Regions from separate parts of the Mus musculus genome. Here region 1 is linked to region 2. Evidence: chromatin contacts called from public HiChIP or PLAC-seq data. All regions are on one chromosome and are shown on one strand. The core of a region is the stretch at or near the end of the contact, and the rest is flanking DNA. Distances in the headings are between cores, read along the strand shown.

What was found. HiChIP or PLAC-seq counts read pairs in DNA pulled down with a chosen protein or histone mark.
Region 1: a contact with region 2 is called in an H3K4me3 HiChIP or PLAC-seq map of embryonic stem cells, with 4 times the contacts expected there. The contact joins the promoter of Snw1 here to the enhancer-like site in region 2. A contact is called at or near these places in 13 of 39 promoter capture datasets (the C10 cell line, the HPC-7 cell line, cranial neural crest and 7 more), 32 of 484 Hi-C or Micro-C datasets (CD8 T cells, the G1E-ER4 cell line, cortical neurons and 17 more), 9 of 115 datasets of contacts at active chromatin or transcription factors (the SCID.adh cell line, effector CD8 T cells, embryonic stem cells and 1 more) and 3 of 9 other capture datasets (adipose tissue, liver and pancreatic islet).

The regions. Positions count from the first base shown.
Region 1 is chr12:87,469,125-87,476,450 of GRCm38.p6, forward strand. It overlaps Snw1 (SNW domain containing 1), which reads right to left and starts at 3,175. Exons shown (of 14, transcript NM_025507.2): 1 at 3,124-3,175. The coding sequence starts at 3,137.
Region 2 is chr12:87,423,071-87,429,894 of GRCm38.p6, forward strand. Alkbh1 (alkB homolog 1, histone H2A dioxygenase) reads right to left here. Exons shown (of 6, transcript NM_001102565.1): 6 at 5,007-6,200. The coding sequence ends at 5,771. Among named protein-coding and RNA genes, the nearest start is that of Mir3068, 11 kb to the right of the region's middle. Within about 2 kb of position 1,616, at least 14 of the 459 cell types and tissues checked have an H3K27ac peak or open chromatin away from gene starts, as enhancers often do. A contact at or near this core is called in embryonic stem cells, epiblasts and stem cell-derived epiblast-like cells, where this site is marked.

The DNA of each region.
Region 1 (7,326 bases), core at 1,925-4,424, 48 kb after region 2:
TTCCTAAGAATCCTTCGTATTTTTTTCTTTTTTTATTAGATATTTTCTTTATATACATTTCAAATGCTATCCTGAAAGTTCCCTATAGCCCCCCCCCCTCCCCTCCCCACCCATTCCCGCTTCCTGGCCCTGGCGTTCCCCTGTACTGGGGCATATAAAGTTTGCAATACCAAGAGGCCTCTCTTCCCAGTGATGGCCGACTAGGCCATCTTCTGCTACATATGCAGCTAGAGATAGGAGCTCTGGGGGTACTGGTTAGTTCATACTGTTGTTCCACCTATAGGGTTGCAGACCCCTTCAGATCCTTGGGTGCTTTCTCTAGCTTCTCCATTGGGGGCCCTGTGTTCCATCCAATAGATGACTGTGAGCATCCACTTCTGTATTTGCCAGGCACTGGCATAGCCTCATATGAGACAGCTATAACAGGGTCCCTTCAGCAAACTCTTTCTGGCATATGCAATAGTGTCCGGGTTTGGTGGCCTTCCTAATTTTTAACAAGGCCTATTTAGGTAGTCCAGGCTGGTCTTGAACTTGTCCCTGTCTAGCCTCAGCCTCTAGAGTAATGAGATTATAGAGGAATTCCACATTATGCTACTGTGCTTTCCTATTGGTTTTTCTGTTTTCATTGTCAGCAGACAGACTCTCACTGTGTAGATCCAGCTGCTTCCCCAGTTTTGGGATTAAAGCTGTCTAGACCATGTGTATACCATCCAACTTTCTGCATTATGATTAACTATTCATTTACCAGACAGAGCAACCTGAGCTGCCATGTGGGTGCTGGGAAACATACCAGGTCCTCTGCAAGAACAGCCACTGCTTTGAACCACTGACCTATTCCTCCCCAGTCCGTATTTGCTAGTTTTATAAACAACATTTAAAAACACAGAAATGAAAGCTTTGTAGTCCTCAAGCCCGACCATTTTGAGACTTCACCTTTTAGCATTGCTGATAGGCACTCAAGACATATTATACCTCTGGCGTTCTTCTTGTGTGCATCCATTTCAAATTCTACTTTCCCTCTCATGGTCCTACTAATCTGTATCATAGTGCCTGAAGAAGACTCGAATATTTGCTATCTAAAACACTCAGTCAGCACAACTCACTCTTATTTTTCTGTACCGAGGCTAGGACCACACATCTGTTGATGTACCAGTACATCATCTGTTGGTTCCAGTTTCATTTCTGTGGCTGTTGTTAAAAAACTGCGGCAAAACACAATTTACAGGAGGAAGGGCTTATCTGATGTCTTAGTCACTGTATGTATTCTTGCACAAAACATCATGACCAAGAAGCAAGTAGGGGGAGGAAAGGGTTTATTGAGCTTACACTTACACAATGCTGTTTATCACCAAAGAAAGTAAGGAAAGGGACTCGCACAGGGCAGGAACTTGGAGGTAGGAGCTCATGCAGTACCCATGGAGGCTGCTGCTTTCTGGATTGCTTCCCCTGGCTTGCTCAGTTCGCTTTCTTATAAAACCCAGAACTACCAGCCCAGGGATGACACAACCCACAATTGGCTGGGCCCTCCCGCCTTTGATCACTAATTGAGTAAGTGCCTTACAGCTGGATCTCGTGGAGGCATTTCCTTAAGTGAGGCTCCTATCTGTGTGATAAATTGAGCTTGTGTCAAATTGACACACAAACCCAGCCAGTACATTTGGCTTTTAATTCCAGGTTAAAACCCACGAGAGATGTCAAGGCAGCTAGTGAAATCCCACAGACAATCAAGAGCAAGAGGGACTTGCTTTCTTGCAGAGAAGGAAGGAGGGAGGCAAGCAGGCAGGCAGGCTAGGCACCATGTAAGCTGCTTGCTGGTTGGCAGAGTGGCTTATACTCATCTAGCTTATACTGTTCAGGATATCCCGCCTAGGGAATGGAGCAGCCATTAGTGGTTTGGATCTTCCTGCATCTCTTAGCAAGAAAAACAATCCTTTCCAGACATGTCCATAAGCCAATCTGTTCTAGGCAATTTTTTCACCTGATATCTTTTGACCAGGTGTTAAGCAGACAGTTAAAGCTAACCAGGTCAGTGTTATTCTGTTTTTGTTTTTAAATCCTGGCCTTAAACTACCTATACAGACCTGATTGGCCTTGGAACTCTGAGATCCTCCCGCCTGCACTATTTTCATCCGTGTACCCACTTGTCCATCTTCCCGGTTTAAAAAAAATTTTTTTTTCATTCTACATATACTACCTCTAGGGCAAAGCAGGACAACAAACCTTAATTCATATAACCAAAATATTCTTAGGATTCATATTGTTATGAGCCAGGAAAAAATATGAGAAGTGGGTTTAACAGGTACAATCCAAGGCCCTAAAGTGAATACCTTCTTTAAAATCAGACTTTTCCAGCTGAGTTTGCATGGAAAGTTTTTCCACTTACAGCAGTTGGGAGTTACATAACTTTTTGGAAGTCTCCCACTTAGCATTTTCTTTTCCTTAAAGGTTGGAAACACTTTACATACAGTAACCAGGGCAACCAGGAACAGCAAAAGCCGGAGGTGGTTCTATGTACAAAAGAAATTCTAAGATCCAAAGTTAAAAGGTGGAGCGGCGCGCATTTAGTCAACAGCAGCCCCTACTGCTGTCAATTAAAAAAAAACTTGGTCGGTTCTCGGACGTTCCCAACTCTTTGTTTTTTTGTTTTGTTTTTTTTTTTTTTTTTGCAAAAATCTTTGTTTCGGGAGAGAGAGAGTAGCAGGAGAAAATGAGAAGCACAAAACATACAAGCGGCTGGAAAGCCTCCCACGAGACGGGCGAGCTTTGCTTAGCGGGGTTAAATAAGCCGCGGCTTCGCAGTGCAACCATCTCAGCCCGCAGTCCACAAGGCGCTCGTCAATCTACCGCGCCGCTTACGCGAAGCACATGTGAGGTCCTCGCGGCGAGGCCATGTCAGGGCTCTCGGAACAGGGGGGGGCGAACTCAACCCGGGAAGCCCCGAAGGAAAGACCCCGGCTTCGGCGCGGCCTAGTCGCGGAGGAAGCCCGAGAGAGGTTCCAGCCACGGTTTTGACTAAGTTACTTCTGCGCCTCAGGCCAGGTCACAGCCCGAACAGTACGGGCAGAAAGGAAAAGATGTGTACTCCAGACCCTTCCGTATCGAGGACCCAAATCAACAACCCACCTGGTGAGCGCCATCTTCTTCCGCTTCTTCCTGCGCAGGCCACAACGTCGCCGGGCGAGTCTTGCCCGGGAACGAGGAACACAATGGAAAAATGCTCACTGCGCAGGCGCTCTGACCGAACGGCCCTCTGGGCCTTGTAGTTCTTTGAGAGAGACTTGTGACAGCCAGTCTGTTGAAAGTGCGTTAGCAACAACTACCTTAGCATACGAAATTCCTTACTTCTGTAGATTTTACAGGCTACAGGGTCTCTGTTTAACATGTCAGTAGTGATAATACAAAATATGATATAAAGCCTTATTTTGGGACGCTAATACTATTATCCAACTCTGCTTTAAGGCCGCTACACATAGTACTGCTTAAGAGTTTTGAATAGGATGCAAAGTCTGGCTGATCCCCCACTATAAGCCACCCTCCGTGCATATAGTTAATCGTTGTGTTAACAGTCATCTACTTTAAATTTTGCTTCACGAATGAATTATTTAAAAAACAGTGTGGGGTGTGGCAAATAAAGAAGATGCTAGAAATTAAGATCAATGAGCGTAGATTTAGTTCAGCTGATAATTTGGAGCTGAAGTAGGACTGAGACAGGTAAGAAAGACAATTATTTCTTTCTGAGATAGGGTTTTTCTGTGTAGTCCTGGCTGCCTTGGAACTTTTCCTATAGACCAAGCTGGTCATGATCTGACATCAGCTTGACACTGCCTCCTAAGTGTTAGGATCAAAGGTCTTTGCCACTGAATGCAGCTCAAGAAAGACAGTTCTTAGTCCAGCAGTTGAGGCACATGCCTTTAATCCCAGAGGTAGATCACTGTGAGTTCAAAGCCAGTCTGGTCTACAGAGCTAGTTCTAGGATGGCCAAGACTACACAAAGAAACCCTGTCTCAAAAGACTAAAACCAAACTGTCTTAGTGTACCCATTACTGTGAAAAGATGCCATGACTGAGGCAACTTTTATAAAGGAAAATATCACTTGTAGCTGGCTTAAATTTTCAGGGGTTCAGTTCATTATCATTATAGCAGCATCCAGGCAGACATAGTGCTGGAGAAGGAGCTGAGAGTTCAGCAAGCCAATTTGAAGGCAGTAAGGAGAGACTGCTTGTCTCACTCTGGGCAGAGCTTGAGTAGATATAGATCTCTTCAAAGTCCTACATCCACAGTGGCAAACCTCCTCCAACAATGCCATACCTCCTGAGAGTACCACACCTTGCACTAAGCATAAGTAAATCACCACGCCAAACAAACAAAAGGACTCTTCTTGCCACACACTGGTTTTCTATGGTAATGAGAGACTAAAGAGGCTACTGAGGGCAATGTTAAAATAATGAATGTGGGAAATCAGAAAGGCATAGCCCAAAACCTAGGATGTAGGATTGAAAGAAAGGGATGGATATGTATTCTGACAGTCAATTCTCATTTTCCACAGAGACATATCGTTTGGGGTGCTTGTACCCTGATGATCCCTAATCATCCCATGGTTATATAGAGAACAGCAATTTTACTACAACACAATTAAGAGAGTAGATCTGGCTGGGCAGTGGTGGTGCACACCTTTAATCCCAGCACTTGGGAGGCAGAGACAGGTGGATTTCTGAGTTTGAGGCTAGCCTGGTCTACAGAGTGAGTTCCAGGACAGCCAGGGCTACACAGAGAAACCCTATCTTGAAAAGCCAAAAAAAAAAAAAAAAGAAGAAGAAGGAGGAGGAAGAGGAGGAGGAGAAAGAAGAAGAAGAAGAAGAAGAAGAAGAAGAAGAAGAAGAAGAAAAGAGAGAGAGAGAGAGAGAGAGAGAGAGAGAGAGAGAGAGAGAGAGAGAGAGAGAGCTCTGTAGAACTGATTGGGTGACACAGTGGGTAAAGGCCCTTGCTGCCATGCTTGACTGCCTGCGTACAGTCTCACATACATGGAGAAATCAGAATCTCTCAGGTTGTTCTCTGACCTACTCATGCGTGTTGTGGTAGTTTTACACACACAGACTCATACACTATATGTAACAAAACTTAATTTATAATTCTAGGTATACGGGGTATTTGTCTGCATGTATATATGTACCACATGCATGCCTGGTGCCCGAGGCTAGAAGAGGATATTGGACCCCTTGGGTACTACAGTAGCAGATGTTCATAAGCCACTAATGTGGGTGTTGGGAATTAAACACAGGTTCTCTGGAAGAGTAGTCAGTGCTCTTAACTGATCTCTTCAAACCAATAAAGTTTATTTTTAAATGACTTGCCATAGTCAGTGATTTCCTTTAAGTATGTACAGTGCGAGTTTGGTTCCTATGTGCTGGATTTTCATGAGTTTCCCTATGTCATCTGGTTCTGGATTTTGGTAAGCTACCTACGTTGTCTGTGTTTCAGCCCACCGCCAGCAATTTGCAACAGACAAACAAACAAACAAACAAACCCAGAAGACCTAACTTCTCTCTATCTCAGTCTTTCCCCCTCAAAGTTGTGAGGAAGTTGCAGTGAGCTGACCATGGCTGAGGAGGTGGTTGCTCACTCAGTGCAGTACTCACTGCTCAAGCACGAAGACTTCAGGTCAATGCAACTCATGGAAAAAAAACCATGGATGTAATATAAGCAAGCCCCAAGGGCATAGCTCCATTGAGCTTTAATCAGCTCACTAGCATTAGTTCTTGGAACAAGCAGACTTGCCCAACAGAGGGCACCCAGAGCAACAAACACTACATGGGCAGTGTGTCTGTGCTAGAGGGAGTTGCAGGTGTTGGCAGGTGGGGACATCAATGAACCACAAGCAGGTAAAGCTTGAATTTTCTGTCTGCAGAAGCAGCTGACCGTGACCTTGGCATAGCCTAAGCCTTGCAAGTGTTGACTGAACTTTATGTTGAAGTCTAGTGGATGAGATCAGTGATGGTGATAATGTAATAGAACAAAGTGGCGTGTTCCAGCTCCAGCAAGCAGCAGAAGTTTGGCAGCTTCAGCCATGGATCTCTGGCTTTATAGTCAAGAGGAGATGGAGACTACTGGGACAATTGATGGTGAACTTGAGCTAAGAAATTAGTGGTGATTAAGAAGAGACTAGTGCCGGGTGTGATGGCGCACACCTTTAATCCCAGCACTCGGGGAGCAGAGGCAGGCGGATTTCTGAGTTCGAGGCCAGCCTGGTCTACAGAGCAAGTTCCAGGACAGCCAGAGTGACAGTAAATCGTTGTCTCAAAAAAAGAAAAAAGTATATAAAAATAAAGTTCAGTTTAGACCCAGTTCTGGTGGTTATTATCTATAGAGGCTTACTTTCAGATTTACCAACCAGAACTGTTATGTAATCTTGAGTATGTTAACTACTTGACCTCAATTTCCTTCCTTGGGAACTGGAAATCCTAATAGTAGTATGTTCTTAGTTTGTTAGTATCTTGTTCAGAACTGCATTTGGAACATAGCAAATTGTGTGCTACTATGCATAGCAAATTGCAATGACAGTTCATTAATTTATAATTCTTAAATTTACTTTACATCCCAATTGTTGTCTACCCCCCCTCCCAGTTCCCTCCTTCTGAAGTCCCTCCTGAATCCCCTTCTCCTCTGAGAGGGTGAAGGGGTCCCTGGGCATCCCACCACCCTGGCAGTGTTTCTGCAGGGGACGTGGGGAAAGTGAAAATCTGATGATAGGGTCTGGAGGAAGAAAAGGCTGAGGGTTTGGAACCAAGTGGAAGATGGTGTGTTTAAGAATAGCCTACTTCTCTCTGACCTGATCTGGATCGTGAAGGGAACAGACAAGGACCCTGGGTCTCCTAGCAGCTGCAGACATGGAAGAGGGCAGGGGAAGGAGCAGGGGGCTGTTAAGGGCAGAATTGTCCACCCAAATTCATATTTTGAAAACTTTACCACCCCTAATGCCTCTAAATATGAATATTTTTGGAAATATAGTCTTTAAGGAGGCTAGGAAGTCAAAATTAGATTGTTTGAATGGGATCTGTGCCAATATGACTTGTGTTCTTGGGGCTGGTGAGATGGCTCAGTGGGTAAGAGTGCTTTTCTGAACTTCCTGAGTTCCCAGCAACCACATGGTGGCTCACAACCATCTGTAATGGAATCTGATGCACCCTTCTGACTTTTTTGCTTGTTTGTTTGTTTTTTTCGGAGAAAGGGTTTCTCTGTATAGCCCTGGCTGTCCTGGAATTCACTCTGTAGACCACGCTGGCCTTGAACTCAGAAATCTACCTGTCTCTACCTCCCAAGTGCTGGGAT
Region 2 (6,824 bases), core at 366-2,865:
AACTTTTGGGTTATTAGCAGTTTTTCATTATTATTTTTTTAAAGATTAATTAATTTATTTTATGTATGTGAGTACACTGTTGGTGTCTTCAGACACACCAGAAGAGGGCATCAGATCCCATTGCAGATGGTTGTGAGCCACCATGAGGTTGCTGGGAATTGAACTCATGACCTTTAGAAGAGCAGCCAGTGCTCTTAACCGAGGTGCCATCTCTCCAGCCCCTGGTTCTTCATTATTATTATTTTTTGTTTGTTTGTTTTTTCGACACAGGGTTTCTCTGTATAGCCCTGGCTGGCCTTGAACTCAGAAATCTGCCTGCCTCTGCCTCCCAAGTGCTGGGATTAAAGGCGTGCACCATCATGCCCGGCTATTATGAGTATCTTTTACACAGTATGTACCCATGTGGAGGTTCTATAGGGAAAAGACCTCAATTACCGGATAAAAGTTTATGTCAACAATGACAATTACGTACCAGAGTTTTACCAATTTACCTTCTCACAGCAGTGGATCACAGCCTTTGCACACATCCATGCCAACACTGAACAGCTCTGTGCCACAAAGAACAGATTACATCTTTGTCTTGTGGCACTGAGAGTCTCAAGGGAGGAAAACCAAGAATTATTAGTCATATTTAAATTATCTATCATATTTCATTACAATATTTAGTAACCTGTGCAGACTTCAGAATGACCAGAGAAAGAATAAGGTCAAAGTGGCCAGGTGGGAGTGAGAAGCCAAGAGAAATCAGGGGCCAGCTGGGGTGAGGATTTGTATGTGACTGCTGACACTCTGCCTTGGCCTCAGGGAGAAGCAGGATATAGTCTGCCTTGGCTATGGAGACAGGGAGGAGAGTCATGAATGGGAGGAGCCAGTGAGGCAGCAGAGATGGCAACGGCCTGGGTCAGGAGAGGAACAATGACTTGAGAAGGGACCAGAGTATGAAAACTTTAAAGCCAAGAGTTTCTTGGGGGATTAGACACAGGATAAAGGAGCAAGGGAGATGGCCCTGTGGGGAAAATGCTCAACAGGCAAGCCTGATAACCAACTCTCTGAAGTTGTTGCTAAGTGTTGGAACTGTAACTAAAACTTAGCTATGAAATTTTTACCTTCTAGAAAGTCATCTTATTTTAGAAGAAATTTGACTTACCAGTGAAAGCAAGAGAGGCAGCAAGCCCATCTTCAGGGGACTTCATGTTTAAAAAAAAAAAAAGAAAAAAATCAATAAAAGCAAACCACCTGGCTAGGTAGCTAGGCTTCTGTTGTTCTTCCCACTGTCTCCCTTGAAGCTGGAATCCTGGATGGGAGGTCTTTCCTGCCCAGCTTCTCCAGCCTCTGGGGGCTGCGGAGATCAGTAGTCACGCCCCCAAGCTCCTTGCAGCCTCATTACCATTCAAATTTGTCTCAGTTGAATCCCCCTAGGGTTTTTAGGGCTTTCCTTTATCTTTTCTCAACTCTAATAATCAGTTTTGGGATTAAGGGGAAGGGGTAAGACCAGCTTATCTCAGTGAAAAGGGAACTAAGAAAATTGGAAAACAGGTAAGCTAAATCTTGCTGACTCTGCCTGGTTAGCAATACATCTGTGTCTCACAAAGGCCTTGGGACCTCTCTAGGGAAAACCAGACACGGGCTGAACATGACCCCATGTTCAGACACTACAGCAGAAGAGACATAATAGGCAGGGAGCATAGAGGGTTCAGCTTTCATGTGGCCTTCCCACTGGTTTTCAGTAGACCCTTTGCATTCATTTCACGTCTAGGAATTAAAGCAGTAATCAGAGCTGCCCAGCAAGGTTTTTGTGTAAGATACCAAAACGCAGAGATAAGGTGTTATGCTTCATCAGGAAGACATTAGGAAGGATGCTTGACTGTGACCCTTCATCAGTTGGTGCTGAGCTCAGCATATGGTTTACACAACTCTTTAAAGGATTCCCTTCATATACTGGAGAGAGAGAGAGAGAGAGAGAGAGAGAGGTCCTGAGTTCAAATCCCAGCAAGCACATGGTGGCTCACAACCATCTGTAATGGGATCTGATGCCCTCTTCTGGTGTGTCTGAAGACACCAACAGTGTTCTTACATAATCAGGGTTAGGGTTAAAAAAATTGAGAATATATACCTTTACTATGCACATACCCACTTAAAAGTATTACTTTTGCTGGGCTTGGGGGTGCACACCTTTAATCCCAGCACTTGGGAGGCAGAGGCAGGCGGATTTCTGAGTTTGAGGTCAGCCTGGTCTACAAAATGAGTTCCAGGACAGCCAAGACTACACAGAGAAACCCTGTCTCGAAAAACAAAACAAAACTTACTTTTTTTTCTTTTATTTCTGAGTAAAGGTTTTCCTGTGTAGCTCTGCTGTCCTGGAACTCTATAGACCAGGTTCCTTCAAACTCCATTGCCTCTGTCTTCTGAGTGCTGGCATTAAAACACGAGCAGCCATCACCCAGCTAAACATGTTATTCCTTATGTGCATGGGCGCTTTAATTGCACCCAACCTATGCATGCCTCTAGTGCTCTCAGGGGTTAGAGTGCTGGAGACCCTGGATCTGGAGTTACACCAGACTGCGAGTGTTTCAGTTTAACATATTAGGAATTCTTCCCAGGTAAATACAGCCCCCACCCCCTAAAGATATTGGTACTTTTTGAGTTTATTTTTCAAAGACAGGATCTTACTATGTAGTACTGAAAGACCAGGAATTTACTACAACCCCGCCCCCGCCCCCCCATGTCTCCCAAGTGCTAGAATTTAAAAAGGCACATATAACCACACCTGGTATGATACAGGCACTTTAAAACATAATTTCATGAAACAAGTCCTTTTTGCAAGACAGTGCTATTGCTCCTAGATTTGCATTCTGAAGTTCCGACTAAAGTAGATTTACAAGGTTTAAGAGCTATGCTCTCCAGGTCGAGGGATGGCCCTATAATTAAAAGCGTATTTCACTGCTGTAGCAGAGGATCAGAAAGATTCCCAGAGCTCACATGGCATCTCACAAACATCTAGAATTCCAATTCTTGGGAATCCAATGCTCTCTTCTGGTTTCCACAGCAAGTGGACAAGCAAGTGCTCTTCACACATATAAGAAGGCAAAACACCCACACACATGAAAGAAAATTTAATTACCACTTTCTGAAAAAATAAAATTTTATCTTTAAAATAAGCATTTAAAGATTATCAATATAAACTGAGAGGTACAGGGAAGCATAAAAATATTCACATGCTGAACAGTTTCTCTTAGAAATCTGTAAATAGAAACATCAGGAACAGGCAAAACACCAAACATACAAAATTTAAATAAGAATTAAGGGATATTTAACAATCTGTACAAAATGCTGCCCTGTACAGGCAACGACCAGGCTTTCTAAAGTATAAACAGTTGCCCATTTTCCTGCTGTTCTTGAAAAGGTGACTAGGTGTAATGTGGGTGTAATGCCGGTGGGACTTAGTTCCAGGAGGGAGCTGCTTTGCTGAGTCAAAGGAGCTCTAGAACCAGTCATCTGTGGAGAAAGGAGGATTTGAGCAGCCACTTCCTCATGGGACTTGCTTCAGATCTTCACTCTGATAAACACTGAACAAAAACCTCCCTGGATGGCCCTGATAACTTTTGTAGACTCAAATCTCAGTAGTGAAACTTATTGGGTCCAAGAACACTCCTGAAAACATTTAGGATGGTCACATGATTTCTGAGGGGAACAAGGACACTGCGTGGGATCATGCTCCACAATCCTTACAGTAGAGCAGAGAGCATGGCGAAGCCTCCCTGCACCTGTGCATGGACACCATGGCAGTTACTGGACTCTGCTGCATTTTAACTTCACTCTTGGAAAACCAGTACTGTTCTTTCCTAGGTCCTTCCTTCAGATGCACTTTCTTAGGAGGCTAAACTTGTTCTGTCAAGGTGCCGATCAGATCTTCTAGGTTCCATAGGACTCTCCAACCTTGCACTCTTAACTTAAATAACACACACACACCCACCCCATTACACAAACTTTTTGTGTTTGAGTATTGTGCCTCTTCAAGTATGTGACATATGTGCGCTTGGGGTCCAGAGGCCAGAGAGTGTTGGGTCCCCTGAATTGGAGTTACAGATACTTAAGAGCTGTCATGTATGTGGGTCCTGGGAACTGAACCTGGGTTCTTCTGGGTCACCTCTCCAGCTGCCCCTCATTTAATAAATTAATTCTGGATGTTGGTACTTTAAAGAATTTTATGTGTCACAGCATATTCTTATGAATCCTCCCCACAGCCACTTAGTGTCTTTTATCTGATACTCTATAAGTCTGGGTTTTTTCCCCCCTTGAGACAGGGTTTCCTTAGACAGCCTTGGCTGTCCTTTGTAGACCAAGGTGGCCTTGAGTTCAGAAATCCACCTGCCTCCACATCCTGAGTGCTGGGACTAAGGTATGTACTACCACAGCACAGCTAAAGAGTCTGTTTTAATGGCCTTGATAAACTTTCTGTTGGGTTTACCAAAACAAGAACAGAAAAATAGCTTGTTGGTTTCATGTGGGTCAAATTTAATGAACTATCAAAGAAAAGTTAAAGAACTTTCCCAAAGGCAAATTACATAAAAATTTCCTATCATGCACTAATTTTAGAATGCAGCTTATATAAGGGATTTCTAATTTTTTCCTTATTAAAAAATACCACACCTGCTGTTATCACACAAACCCAAGTGCAGATAAATAAAGAGAGTGGAGGACAGGGCTGAGAAAGATGGAAATCAAACAAACCACACTGCAGGCAGCTGACAGCACAGTGGTTTCTAGCTAGTCCCTGTCTCCCAGTTTAACAGGCACACCCAGTTTCTAGAAAGAAACACCAAAATTACCTCATGGAAGTGACATTGTATTCTGACACCAGTGAACAGAGGGTCAAGGAACATTGGGCACAACACAGTGCTTAGGGGAAAAATACCTAAAGCCTTCAATAGCATGAACAATAGAACACATAAAACGAGGAAAAAGTGAACGCCTGACACACCAACCCTCAAAGACAGATACAGGTCTTTAATTTAAAATAGAGTAACTTTATTCATGGAGAAAACAGCTAATGAAACACCCTAGAGACTTTTAGTCATTTAAAACAAATTAAAAACCTACTAGGAAGAGTCTATAGATGCAAGATCACCTTGCCCGTCTGATCTTCTACCCTTGGAGTGCACGAGCTACACCTGGCTTACGAGGTGCTGGATACTGAACCCAGGGCTCCGTGCATGCCAAGCATGTGCTCTACCAGCCAAGTGACAACTGTGGCTCCTAGGGACACTTTAATTCCATTGTCTTCATCTGCTTAAGATTCCTCTGTGAGAGCAGAGAAGAGTGAAGAGCCGAAGAATTAATTTGACGACTAGGAGGAGGTAGGAATTCTGGTGGCTAGATCATAAGTCACATAGTGCTGGGAAAAACACCATATCCTAACAAACTGAGGTGCTGACTCAGCACAGATGTGTATGTATACACACACACACACACACACACACACACACACACACACACACACACACACACACTCTCTCTCTCCCTCTCTCACTTCCTCCTTCTCTTGGATGCTTATGTCTGTGTGGATCATGATACCAATATGGTATGAGAAACACACACTCCTCATAAGAGCTTAAAACTGGATGGAGTAGGACACTTCTCTGGACAAACTCTAATCAGTTTTCGCTCTAAGATGGGCCCAAGGCAGCAACATCATAGATGACTTACTTCTTCCTGTCCCTGTGTGTGGCAACAAAAGCCTGACTGAGTAAGAGAATCTAGCCCCTAAGTTTTAGCTGTTAGGATTTAACCTTTTTCGTTTTACTGGGCTATTCGGGTCATGCAGATGGCACAAACCATCTGCAGCAATGTCTCTTTTTGTCTCTTCCACGGGTTCTAAAGGAAAGTCCTGGCCTGTGGCCAGTACCTGACGCACAGTCATATTAACTCGAGCAGTTCTCAGGTAGGTGGCACACACCTGCCAGTCCTCCACAGAACAGGGCTCAACCAATGAGTTGCTAGGGAGGACAGCTGGGAGAGGTGTCTCCAGGCAGTGAGGCAGGCACTCCCCATCAGGATGTGGAAGGACTCGAGGGACCGCATGATTTAACAGGCGGCTGAAACCCGACATTACCATGATGTCACCACTGTGCATAAACATGGCGGTGGGGGCTTCATCTCTCTTGAGGCCACCCAGGAGAAAGATGGCAGACTGTCCAAAGCTACAAAAGAGAGAGGTTTGTGTTATTAGTTACATTAGTGAAAGTACACTGCCAACTATATTCTCTTTTCATTTCAGACAGACATTGTTTCCAAGTTCTTATATTTCTTTACTTAATCTGCAACAGTGTGTGGAAGCCAGAGGACAACTCACAGGAGCCAGTTCTTTCTGCTACACAGCTATCGGGGGTTAACTCAGGATGTGAGTGGTGGCAGGTGACTTTACCTGCTAAGGCATCTCATGATTCTTATTCACTTTTGATCTGTGTGCATCTCTGTGGAGGCCAAAAGTTAATGCTGATATCTTACATAATTGTGTTTCCAATTTTTTTATTCTGTTTTCCAAACGTGTATGGGTGTTGTCCACATGCATGTTTATACACATGTGCCCACTGTCCTCAGAGCCAGAACAGTGAACCGGATTGCCTGGGCGGGAGTTTCAGGTGGTTGTGAGCTACCACGCGGGTGCTGAGAATCAACTTTAATAGTTATCTAGAAGAGCAGCAAGTAGTTTTAACCACCAAATCCCTTTAGCTCTGCATTTTAAAATTTATACCTCATTATTTCTGTCTGTGCATCTAACCATGTGTGTGAATGTGCTATGGAGCACACATGGTGGGCAGAGA